2 separate regions of the Arachis hypogaea genome follow, and region 1 is linked to region 2. The links are chromatin contacts, called in public Hi-C maps. All regions are on one chromosome and are shown on one strand. Each heading gives the region's core, a stretch centred on a gene start, on an enhancer-like site or on the middle of the called end of the contact. The rest is flanking DNA. Distances are from core to core; before and after follow the strand shown. Region 1 holds the start of LOC112790865 (BTB/POZ domain-containing protein At1g63850). Region 2 holds the start of LOC112790857 (probable polygalacturonase).

Region 1 (3,521 bases), core at 808-3,307, 860 kb after region 2:
TTCTCCTCTTCATCCTCTGCCCATGGTGCCGCTTCCAAATACTCCAAAGAAGACAAAACCCCAGCATCAAATCCAATTGCAGCCGAAACCTAAGATACCACAATAGCAAGCAACTCATGACTCACACAACCCACCTAGGAGCAGCCCCCATTGAAAAAAACAAAGCAGCAAAGAAGAAAATGAAATGGTTTGAAGTGCTTAACCTAAAAGTTCACATCACGTCATCAAATTCAATTTCATATTCTACCTAATCCTACAGTTGATGTTATACACAACAAAAAAACAAAGCATAAAAGAAGAAATCCCATTTTGAGAAAGGCATTACCTTCAAGATACCCAAAACCTTGGAGACATCCTCCTTCATGAGCCTCTTCCTGATATCATTGCAGTACATAAGGCTCAAGGTCTCAATGTAAACCTCAACGTCGTCGCAGTCAGCGATCTCGACCAAGTAGGGCGTAGTTGGCCTAGGGTTCTGCTTGGTCCACCTGTCAGAGAGCTTGACGGCGAAGAACCTGCTGTGGGCAACAAGAATTTGGCGATGAACGTTCATGGAGACACTAAAGCCATCCTTGGAGGTGAGAGTGAGCTTGATGTCACTGGAAACGGCGTCGTTGAACTGGTTGCCGGGGCTGCGAGACCCCAAGAGCTCCGAAATCCGCTGCATCATTAGGGTTTGCCTGTCGAGAACGGGAACATGGGCTTTAGGGGGTTGGATCTGAGACTGAGAGTGAGGCCTGTGGTGGCTCGCAGTGTCGGGCTCGCTGGCCATCATCTCGAAGAGTGTGGGGCTGGATCGGGTCTTGTCGGGCGGAGGGGACATTGGGTTCAGGAGGCCCGCCGTCAGTGCGGAGTTGAATTTCGTGAAGCTGGAAGGGAAGGGGTCCGAGTGCCCGTTGCTGCCCGTTGGGGATGCCTGGATGAAGTCCATGATTGGGGAGCACCGCCCCGGCGAGAACCGAATCCTGTAGTCGGAGGATGGACTGGGAGAGGGAGTGTCCTGGGCCTGGGCCTGGGCCTGGGCAGAGGTGGAGATGGTGGTTTCTCGGCACTTGCGACGTTTGGGTTTGATGGGTTGGTTTTGTAATTTGAGGAGAGATGTTGTTGTTGCTGCTGCACTTGTTGTTGTTGTTGTTGTCGCTGCCATCTAATGCCTTTGAGGAGGATCTTGTCCTTTTGCTTAGGGCATTGGCATCAGAGCTGCTCAGACACACCACACAAGAGTGAGAGAATGAGACTCATAAATGGCGGTGGACACGAGGAGTGTCTCGTATGACTCAGATAAATCAATTCTAAAATTACCTACAACAAACAATTAACTGTATTCCTTTTATATTTTATATGGTTGATGACCGTAAAGTACACTCTCTAGAATACTATACATTGATGTAGTTTGTACGTACATGAAATGCAATCCGATTGATTTTGGGGCTGGGGGATGAATGGATTGGGTTACAGATAAACTCACATGCCCAACTAACAAATAACAACCATATGTATTCAATAAAGACTCTCATTAATTAATGGATAAACGCCTGGGTATCACTTTTAATCTTCGGATGCTGCCTTTACAAATTACAGCAACGGAACTAGTAGATAGATCCCAATGCTTATACTACATGATTATTAGCACCTTTACTCGATGGACTGTACTAAGTAAACGTGAGTATTAGTAATCATGATGTGATGTCCAGTGTTTAATAAGTAATAACACCTAATAATTTTTTTTATTATTCCTGCGGTCAGCTTTTCTTCCCGTAAAAGAAAATACAGCAAGTTAAAAAAGCTTTGTCTTTCATCATCACATCACCATCATTCTAATTCCGCATATAATTTCTCTTCTTTTCAAGCCACCTTCAACATACCTGTTATGGTCCTTCCTTCACATAATAACAAGTTAACAACTCACGAAATAATTAATCCGAGATAATATGTGTCCAATATTATGATTGAGATTGGATTTGTGTGATGCACCGCAAAAATGGGAATGTGTATAATGTCATGAATATCAATTGGTACTGCTTACCACTTTAATCTTGCTGTCGATGGTGTCTATCCAAATTGGAGATGTAACAAACACCATGACCATTTATGTATGACTAATTAATGATATCACGGCTTGAAATGTCGCTATCCCACTCTTGCTTTATTTACCATCTCTTTAAGGCAAAAATGCTTTGCTTTGCTTATGATGTGTGTGTCCATGCATGATGCCATCCATGTGTGAGAATGTCCTATTCTTTATCTCATTGGGGAAGCAAACTAACAAGTAACAAATTCAAAATCCAACTTTACTAGAAGAAGGCTTTCTTCTTCTATGGACCACAGCATATGTGGGTGTGGGTCCCTAAGCACAGAACACATACATAAGACAGCTACTCTTTCATCTCCATTTTAAAAACTCTCGTCACAATAATATAAAAATGGGCCCTTACCCACAATGGTAATCACATCAGCCCAATAATTGTATTTTTTGTCCGCATTTTTACATATGGGCAGACCAGAAACAGAGCGCGGTATAATCTGAGGGGAAAAGAAAAACTGAGCTAAAAATATCCATGCTTTTGTTCTTTTATATATTTTTTTTATTTGATAAAAATATACGTACTGCTATTGTATTTTTCATGAATTAGAATTTTAATTTACCCCTTTTCTTGCCTGTTGACAATCACCAAAAGTATATATGAAACTAAATTAAATAAATATCATGTCACAATAATGAAAAATACTAGCAGATACACGATAAAACATGCATCGCAGCTATTTTATTTACCACAAATTACATTTAAAACTGGTAGCTACGAAAAAGAATTAACTTTTGAAAAAGAATCTTAGGGGCTTACATGTTAAAAATTAAATTCTACTATTTTTTTTCTTTTGTCATATAACAGTTACACACATTCTATTAATGGTTCATCTACGATTTTTAGTGAGATTTGAACCACGATACAGCATTTTAAGAGGCATGATTATGGATCACTAAGTTAAGCCTCAGCTGTAAATTCTACTATTTTAGTTTCTTTAAAATTTTGCATTTTTGTTTGGGTTGTCGGCCTTAAGTTTTTTTCTTCCAAGTAAGGCCCATCTACCGAACTCATCACTTTTATGGATTATTATTTTAAATAGTTGTTAATCGCGACAAAAAAAAAGGGTTGTAGTTGATGGCTATCACTGTAAGTAGAAATTAATTCACTTGCAGTTATTATTTAGTTTGAAAAAAATCGATTTATTTATACAAATAGTTTAATTAAAAAAATTAATTTAAATTAGACCAAACAATTATTTTTATTTTTTTTTTCGTTACGCTCCTGAAATTCGATCTCTTCTAATTTTTCATAACTAATATAAAAGCTAGGGTAAAAAAAATAAGTCATGGAGAGAAAGAAATTACATGAATCAACCAAAACGAAATTTGATTCACGAATCAATCAATGCACAAATATATGTAGTTCGAATCAAACCGTTTCGAATTTGGATTGGATGTAATTCGAATTGAGCTACTTCGAATTACATGTAAAGTT
Region 2 (3,733 bases), core at 140-2,639:
CAAACATAAGAACTAGTAGTAACAATAACAATGTATCCATGACCTGCCAAATTCACATTTCAAATAGTTTATACGCATTCAACAAAACGAATCAACATGCCTTGATTCCTAATGCTAAGAAAGAAACAAGAAGAGAGAAACGAATTTGTTATTGTTATTGTTATTGTACCTGAGGTTTTCTCGGAGAACAGATGCCGAGTTTAGACTTTAGATGTTGGTATGTTAACATAGAAAGACATTCTAGGTGTATATATTAGTGACATTGTTATAGGGCATTAACTATGTCACTTTCATTTATGCTTCCGGGTCCCATAAATCACATTTCTTATTTCTCATGTGATCAGTTGATATGGTTTTCTTTTATGTTGGCACATGATTGATAGGGGTAAAAGAGTTTGAGTGGAATACTTAACGGAATTACTGGATCTACAGTTACATATCGTAGTAGGAAATTACTAAGTTATAGAATGCATGTGAAAGCTTTTTTTTTTTGGAAGACTTTAAAATTATTGGGCTTCATAACTGACTAGTCTGACTCTTATGATTCTGAGAAATGTTTCGTGTGAACAACAATTTCATCGTCATAAAATTTTGTTTATGATTCACATTATAAGAATCCAAGTCTAATTTTTCATCTGCTCATCGGATTAGGTGTGAATGGATATAGAAGAAAAAATGGCATTATTACAAGGCCATTTCAGTCTTTGTACTCTTTGACATGTGGTTGTGGTTCCCTTGTACCCCACTCACTATAGCTTGTGTGTTGCCTCTGATCTGTTACGAGAGTGGAGTGGGCATGCCCTAGTCCTAGTCCTAGTGTGTCTTCAATTGGTGCCTTATCTTCCCACCAATTAAAAAATGGACACACATCACTTATCTCGCTCTATATCCATTTCAATGGTGCCCAAGCACACCAACCCGCCATTAACCTTCACAAGTTTCATATAATTATGCTAAATTGAGTGGAAATATGCTGTGGATGCACTAGTGTATGTTCCTGTCTTATTTACTAATGCTTGAAGTAGTAATAGATTAAGATTCCCTTGGCCTTGCCCAATTATGGGTATTGGCTGCGAAATAGTACCATTAATTAATTAATTTTAATCCAAAAGAACTGATTATTTTATTTTATTAAAATATTACTAGTTAGCCATGGCAAGGAGGGCCCGGAATTGTCACGGAACCTTGTCGCAATGTGCATAACGCATTATTATTATTAGTCACATACATCACCAAATCAAATATTTAAATAATTAACATCCATCCCGTGAATTTAAGTAATCGCAAAGAGCCAAAGACTACCCCATGATGCTGATGTTGCCATGGCTAACTCTTCACGAGCCTCTCTTCAATTTCTTGGAACAAAATTAGTTGGACCTCTCGCCTCAACAAAGAAGCATAGCCCGTGCATTTGCCCCTTAAAGAAAGGATTATTAACATGTCTTTTCAAAGCGAGAAAAAAAAATTAACCTTTTAAACCCCTTTTGTTTTTGGTCAAGTAGTAATAATGTTGAACTTGAAAGGTAACTGACTTTGCGAGTTAAAATTCACTAAGAAAAATCAAAATAAAGCGATGAGGTTAGCTACCTCAAAATGAAAAAGAATTTCATTTCCAAAAAACACTATCAACCCAATAATTTTAGTTTAGCAACCCAATAATATATTTTTAATTTATATTTTTAAATATTATTGACTAAATATTGATAAAAAAAATATATTTTGCTAGTCTTTTAGTATTTTTTTTTCTTGGAACAACGACTACAACTTTTTTATAAGTGACGGGGCCAAGGCCCAAAGGAAAGGAAACCTACTGCACTACAATTCTGCTGAACTTCATCTTGCTTGCATCAGTAAGAAGATGATGGAACAAACATGAAGGTGGCTGTTCCCAAACTTTAATTCCCGATTCATGTTCTTGTCCGAGTTTAGCAAGAGCATCAGCACAGAAATTCGCCTATCTGTAGATGTGTCTAACTTCAACATTTTCCATCCTCACCAAAAGCTCCTTGATAGAATGAATGAGGGAGGAGTTACTATGGATCTCCGGTGACATCTTCTGAGTCAGTGTTATAGTGCACTTTGAGTCTGATTCCACCACCAGCTTCCTAATACCCAGCTCAGATGCTAGTTTAACCCCAACATACATGCCCCAAATCTTAGCCATGGTAATGGTACAAATTCCAATGTTCATCAAGAAGCCGGCAATAGTGCGACCTGTCCAATCCCTAATGAGTCCTCCACAAGCGCCTTTACTGTCAGGTTGGTTAACCGACCCATCCACATTAAGTTTGGTCCAATTTCAATTTGGCGCCTCCTAACCAATAAACTCCTCTCTGGTAAGGCTTAGCAAGCCATTGCTCTTTTTCATAATTTTCATTGTGCCATTGTAATTCTCTGCCAATCTTTTTATCATTTGGAAAGTTGATTGTTTGGCAGAGTCTCGTTTCTGAAGATGAGGTCATTCCTGCACTTCCAAGTTATGTTGCAAGCTGTAACAAAAGTTATAGGCCACGGGGTCCCATAGTGCTTTCGAGAGACTAAGGAAAGGTTAGTACTGAGCCAATCTTGAAAAGATTAAGAGAAAAAAATGTCTTATGTGTCTCTGTTTACTATGCTAATCCATGCCATACGGATGTAGGGGCAATCACGTAGGACATGGAGCAAAGTCTCCTCCTTTTCGTAGCATCTTGGACAGTCACCATCTTTCGTGAGGTTTCTGAGCTTTCTCTTATGGTTGGTTAACAGAGCTTCATGCGTGAGGAGCCAACTGAAGGTTTTTAAACGTTGAGGTAATTTGATTTTCTAAAGTAGTTTGTGTAAGCTGCTGTTATTTCTTTTTTTTTTGTGAAATATACTTCATAAGCTGATTTAATAGAAAAATTGCCATCTGCTGCTGGTAGCCTGATAAACCACTATTTTATGGTTTATCTTGTGCTAATTTGAGTGATTTTTATCAACACTTTACTCACTTATTCATATGATTTCCATGATTTTACAATTCCTTCCCAATTTTATTCTATGGTTGAAAACTTGCTTCCTAGACATCTAAATTATATATTTTTAATTCCCCTTATACCATTTGATGCCGTGATCTGTGGGTTAAGTGTTTTCAGGCTTTATAGGGCAGCAATGGCTTAGAGGGTGGAGAGAAAGCTTGCAAGAATGGAAGGAACACAAGAAACTAAGGAGCTGACCGGTTAGAAACGACGCGTGCACGTACCTGACGCGTGTGTGCGAAAAGCGAGTTTGCACAGCGACGCGTGCGCGTACCTGACGTGTACGCGTAACATGCGCGACCTACAGAAATCACAGAAAACGCTGGGGGCGACTTTGGGCCGAGTTTGGACCCAGTTTTTGGCCCAGAAACACAGACTAGAGCCAGGGAACAGTAGAGACTCAACACACATTTTCATTACGCATAATTTTAGTTTTTTAAATCTTGGAGAGAATTCTACTACTTCCTCTAGGTTTTTTTTCATGTTCATAGTGTTTAGAGTTTTATTGCTTTTGCTTTGGATATTGAGAAGAGTTATTACCTCCGTTGAAGCTTCATTATTCTAGTTTGTTTTACTATTCCTTTACTCTTTTATTGCCCATTCACTCTCATTAATTTCCATTGCTTAAATTTACTATTATTTATTTTTCTGTTTCTCAAAATAAAAAATTTCTCGAAAAACTTCTGATTAATAAATAGCACTCTTTTGTCAACTCGTTGGGAGACGACCTGGGACTC

What was found. Hi-C and Micro-C count contacts between places; a contact is called where the count stands out from the background.
Region 1: a Hi-C map of leaf shows a contact between it and region 2, with 3 times the contacts expected there. The contact joins the promoter of LOC112790865 here to the promoter of LOC112790857 in region 2. A contact is called at or near these places in 2 of 8 Hi-C or Micro-C datasets (both in leaf).

Annotation. Positions count from the first base shown.
Region 1 is chr3:108,353,380-108,356,900 of arahy.Tifrunner.gnm2.J5K5, forward strand. LOC112790865 (BTB/POZ domain-containing protein At1g63850) reads right to left here and starts at 2,058. Exons shown (of 3, transcript XM_025833463.3): 1 at 326-2,058; 2 at 1-89. The coding sequence starts at 1,147.
Region 2 is chr3:107,497,769-107,501,501 of arahy.Tifrunner.gnm2.J5K5, forward strand. LOC112790857 (probable polygalacturonase) reads right to left here and starts at 1,390. Exons shown (of 6, transcript XM_025833453.2): 1 at 170-1,390; 2 at 1-43. The coding sequence starts at 229.